Linked DNA regions of Oryctolagus cuniculus: region 2 is linked to region 1. Evidence: chromatin contacts called from public Hi-C data. All regions are on one chromosome and are shown on one strand. Each heading gives the region's core, a stretch centred on a gene start, on an enhancer-like site or on the middle of the called end of the contact. The rest is flanking DNA. Distances are from core to core; before and after follow the strand shown.

Region 1 (2,700 bases), core at 149-2,648:
TAGTATGGAATCACAGAATGGAAGAAAAGGTGGAGGAGTCATTAAAGCAAAGTTACTAACCTACTTTGAGTTGTATATTCAGGGATGCCTTCTGAAAGCTGTTTCTCCTTCTTTTCCTCACTTGAAATCTACCTGTCTAAAAATCTCCCTCCCGTGCCCCAATGATCAGTCTTCTCTCTCTATGCTCTGCTTTGTTCTTGCTGTTTGCAGTTGGAGATAGGAAGGCATTGAGATTAGAAGAGTACTTTCCAAACTTTAATGCTCTTAAGAACTGTCCAGGGATCTTGCTAAAATGCAAATTCTGAGTTAGATCTGAGATTCTGATTTTCCATGAATTTCATGGCTATGTCTCTGATCTGAGTCTTACTCTTTGACACATTAATTATGTTCTATAATTTGCATTTCTAACACTCTTTGTAATTATTGAATTACTCATTGTTTCAAATATTTTATGATTTCATATTTATATCCTCCCATTTGGACAAACTGTTTTCCATGTGACTAAAGCTTGAAACTCATTAACTGCCCCTAAATTATAATGAGGGTAATCGATACTTGCATAAAGTGGTTACAAAGGAGAGCCAACACTGAAGAAAAGTGCAGCTACACTGGCAAGGTTTTCTTTCATGCTTAGACTTTTATCAACATCTCTTCTGAAGAGTAAATTAAATGGGAAAGTTAAAAGTAATTACTGAGTGTATGCAAATTCATTATTTTCTTCATGCTGCAGAGTAGTCATATTAAAATCATTGATAGTTAATATCCAATATATTTATATTGTAGGATTTTTGTCTTAAGAAAGCTGCTAGTTATTAAGTTCTGTTTATTTCTAAGATACAAAAATTATTCAGATCCATACCATGAGTAACAGTGGGGAAGAAAATCCATACCATGGAATTCTAAGGAAATGAGTGTTAGAGGACAGAAATACCAAGACACAAGGGGGCACTGTCTTCCCATAATCTGATTGAACTTAACTTTTTTACTTTTTTTTTTATTTACTGTGGATATTATTATTCTCCAAAAACCAGTCCTCTGTAATCATAAAATCTGAAATATTAAGTGTCCATCTAAACTGTGGTACTTAAATCCACTAAGCTTTCATAGTTAAATCAAATGTGCTGCTAGTAAAATTCGGGAACTTGACATTATATTTGGCTTGAGTTTGGGAAGAGTAGATGATTTGAAGATTGGAGATGGCTAACACACGTAATTGCTAATGTTTAGGTCTGTGGTAGGGGAAAATCACTGTAAAAACAATTCATTTGCTTTGGAGAAATATAGTGCCTCTGTTCTGCAGAAAAGAGTTGGGATAAAGATTGAACTGTTATAAGCTGCAGCTGCATTTGCCATCAGATACCAAGTCGGTGCTGATGAATGTTTTGTTTTTATTGTCATGGAAACTTGGAGCTGGAGAATGGATATTCTATTCATCTGGGAAAATAGCAGTTCCTTGCATAAAACATAAGGGCCTTCCAAAGCAGTTCCTAAAATAGATATTAGCTCAATGTAATCCAGAAAGTTGAGGAAGTAACAGTGGAATAAATGCCATTGTTTATGGATCACTTCTTCTATTCTTAATACTAACAATATAACTGTATTCAATTATTAAGCTTATTACTTTTTGCTACAAAGTTGTATTCCAATGAGCATGGTATTTGTTTACCATCAATATAATAGTTTTTCAGTCCTGTAGGAGCACTCTTTATACTTACTCCTTGATCCTAAGAAATTTACTGAGAATGCTAAACCTATATACTATTAAACAATTGCTTCTAATACCCAAGTATTTTTTTCATGCTACTTATATGCTGAAATTCTCTATTCAAGTATTTTAAAGCATTATATTGACTTTTTAAAAAAGCTTTACACAAAATAAACTCTTACAGAAACACAAAGGGAGATAACTGGAGAAAAAAAGAAAACATAAAATGTTTTAAAACTATATAGGATGTCATAAATACTTGTACATATTTTATAAAGTTGTCAATAGAAACAATCACAGAAATAGCAAATACAAAGGCATTTTGTTACAGTTAGCAAATGTAATAATAGCAAAGCAAAAATATGGGACATGACAGTGAAGTATGGGTAAATAAAGTTATAATACAAAGTAAAGTATATTCCTAACAGGTTTGTTCAATGTAAAGAAAGAACTGCCTTTTCAAAGTTGAAGGAGAAACACTTTTATGAGCTTAGAAATATGTCCTTAAGGAAATATTAAAATCTGATGTTTTGGGTTTCCAAGACTGATAGTTTCAGTTTGGGGACTTAGGGAAAACTAATGTTGTAAAGAAATTTTGTAGAATTGATGCTTATTCTTAAAAAAGGGTAATGTAAACAGTGGTGATGAAATATCTATGCTTGCAAGTTGAAATTGCTTGACAGTGTTCATTTGAATAACTTTGAATGTAGTCCAGTATAATTACTTTTAAAATTAAATATCATTTGCACTATTCTGGACAAAACTGTTCTGAGTTTTGTGAGTTTTACCAAAGATTACCAGCACCAGTAGTCTATCTCTGCAATGGAAATAAGACCCACAGAAATTTTTTTATATCACAGAAGGCAGGGTTAGAATGGGCTAATTTAGGTAGAACAGAGATAGTTTCTGTAAGAAAATCACACTTGAGCAGAGACCTGAATGCTCTGGTAGAACAGTGCATGCAGAAGGACTTGTAGATTCTGTACCTTTTAGTG
Region 2 (2,700 bases), core at 190-2,689, 200 kb after region 1:
GCCAATCAGGTTAATTAACCACTCTCCTGAGGGTGGATTAAAAGCCAGTGACATGATGTGCCCAGCCCTTTTTTTCCTCTTTGGCTTCTTGCCATTGTGGGCCGTGGCCCTGCACCTCCAGGGCACATGGCCTTTGGGCCACCTGCCCCATGCTTCCTGGCTTGGGTGCTCCTCCACGTGGCTGGCTCCTGGTGCTTGGTATGAATCCAGATTTCCCTCTCCTTTTAGATAAGGGCCCTCACTCTCCTGTGCATCTTTCTCACTGAATAAAAGCTTCAAACATATCAAGCTGCCTTGTTCATTTATGCCGGTATTCAGAATTCTTCTCTAAATAGTAGGAACCCACACGGGCTTATTAATATTGGGAATTTATTAATAAGCACACAGTGATATCATACGGCACCCATAGTCCGAGTTCACTGGTGCATTAGCAGGAAGCTGGGTCAGCAGCAGAGTAGCCAGCACTCAGAGTAGCACTCTGATGTGGGGTGTGGGTGTCCCAAGAGGCAGAGTAATCCATTGTACCACAACGCCACTGGACTTCCTTATTTTTTGTAATGTGTCTATAACACTCCATCGTGGGGACTCCAACGAGCCCTGCTACACAGCCCAGAGATTTTTTTCCAATGATAAAATAAAACCGGAATGTCAAAAAAAAAAAAAAAAAAAAGGTTTGAGACGTTAATGCACTCTTTCTTACCTGTCAGGGAGTTACATTACCTGTATGGTACACAAGCCGAAAGCAGCAGCCTTGTGTGTGTGCATGTTTGTAGAGGAGAAGCGGTGGGCTCTGCCCTGGGCAGGCTGTGCTCCTGCTGGAGAGGTGAGTCACGCGTGGCTACCAGCCAGCCATCCCTGGCCGGTGTGCGATGGAGCGCTGCCATCGTGAAGGCTGGAATGAGAGCAGCCGCAGAGAACACACGAGAAGGACTGGGTGCTGTGCCCTGGGGCCGAGCTGTGGACTCCCTCAGGGAAACTGGGGTTCGTCAAGGGACCGGGTGGGAGCTTCCTCCAGTGCTCCCCCGGCAGTTGCAGTAGCCCCGGGGTTGTTTTGGCCTTTCCTTCCCATTGAGCCCTGGCCTCTTGGTTTTCTAACTGCAGCAGGAATGAAAGTCTGAGATTTCAATCAAAAGCTTAAGAAAATAATAATCCTTGGTTGCCCTAATTCTTTCCTGAAATACCTCACAGTGCCAGAAATTGTCTTTAAGCCCCTTTTCTCCTCTCATGCTTTAAATTTCTTTCTTAATTAAAAAGAGTTGTTTAGCTGAAGTGAGCCCCAAAGTGCTTATTTATTTTAACTTATCTCCTTGGTTCTTTCCTCCTTATCTTTACCAGTGACTCCCGCACTCTCTGTCTTCTGTCTTAGAAGTGCCTGTTGGCCCTGTCGCCGAAGTAAGGCAGTAACGAGCTTTGTGACCAGCCCATTGCCAGTCCTGGTGCGGTCAGTAACAGAAGTCACGGAGCCCTCCATCTCAGCGGCCCTGAGTGGGCTCCCTGTCTCTGCCGGAGATTTCTGAATTTTTCCCCCTCAGATTAATTTCTGCTTTACTCAGCCCTACCAGCATTTGACGACAGCATACCCCCCAAGTTAACCATGGATCGCTGACTGCGGTGAAGGTGCCTGTGCGGACTGACAAGAGATTTTCCCATCACCCGAGGCCGCTGAGGGCAGCACCCGGGCTGGGAGTGCCTGGGAGCCTCGCCACCCAGGGCCTTGGAGCTTTGCGCTCCGAGGGAATGTGATAGAATTAAGTTTGACTCAACAAATGAGGTCACTGGGAAGATGTGCTGGTGTTAAATTTACTGTCAATGCCAGGGTCAATTTACTAAATAGTCATTTGCTTGTGGTTCCAAATGACCTCTGGGTAAATTCTGGAAACTGCCTGGGCAGAAGATAGCTCTCATATGAAGTCACCGAAATCTGGTCAGTGTGACTTTGGTGTCTCTTGGCGTACTGGAAAGTTTTCCCCTGACACGGTGCCTGTCTGGTGTGTAAAGCCTTTGAAATCTGTGGATGGTGACTTACGATCAGTCCGGAAACTAGATGGCAGTTGGAGGAGACACTGTGACTGGTGCGGGAGACGGAGTTCTATTCTGCCAGGCATTACTGGGGTGAACAGCTGGTCCTAGAGGTGTCTCCAGAGCACAGATCGCGCCGCTTGCCGAGTATGAAGAAGTAAGGAACTCTGTCCATCAGCCAGTGTCAGGCCCAGTGCTGCCCTCTGCCTGCTCTCCTGAGCCTCAGCTTTCTTGTCTGTCAGGTGGAAGCATGAACCCCTTACCTACCCCTCACCTCGCAGGACTGTGAATGTGAGTAAGATGAGAGTGCAGGCATAACAGTGCCACACAAACTTAAAAGCTTACACAAGGGGCCCGCGCTGTGGCGTGATAGGTTGTCTCCACCTGCGGTGCCGGCATCTCACATGGGCGCCGCTCCAGCCTCTGCGGTCGGTTGGGGAGTGAACCAGCAGATGGAAGACCTCTCTGTCTCTCCCTCTCTGTAATTCTGCTTCTCGAGTAAATAAAATATATCTTAAAAAAATAACAAAAGTTCTACACAAATAGGAAGCACTAGTGGAAATCATTCTTAGATTCTTTTTGCTCTTTTTAAAATTCATTTTTATTTGAAAGGCAAAGAGACAGAAGCAGAGAGACACATAGAGGTCCATCGGCTGGTTCACTCCCCAAATACATACAACA

What was found. A called contact is a pair of places that touch in the nucleus more often than the background predicts.
Region 2: a Hi-C map of psoas muscle shows a contact between it and region 1, with 7 times the contacts expected there. The contact joins two enhancer-like sites. A contact is called at or near these places in 4 of 6 Hi-C or Micro-C datasets (ear pinna, psoas muscle, skin fibroblasts and 1 more).

Annotation. Positions count from the first base shown.
Region 1 is chr12:79,925,688-79,928,387 of mOryCun1.1, forward strand. All of the region lies in intron 6 of TCF12 (transcription factor 12), which reads left to right. Among named protein-coding and RNA genes, the nearest start is that of TCF12, 240 kb to the left of the region's middle. Within about 2 kb of position 1,399, at least 1 of the 8 cell types and tissues checked has an H3K27ac peak or open chromatin away from gene starts, as enhancers often do.
Region 2 is chr12:80,126,817-80,129,516 of mOryCun1.1, forward strand. It overlaps LOC138844694 (a long non-coding RNA gene), which reads left to right. Exons shown (of 2, transcript XR_011380920.1): 2 at 1-813. It overlaps LOC138844693 (a long non-coding RNA gene), which reads right to left. Exons shown (of 2, transcript XR_011380919.1): 1 at 721-2,700. Among named protein-coding and RNA genes, the nearest start is that of CGNL1, 48 kb to the right of the region's middle. Within about 2 kb of position 1,440, at least 3 of the 8 cell types and tissues checked have an H3K27ac peak or open chromatin away from gene starts, as enhancers often do.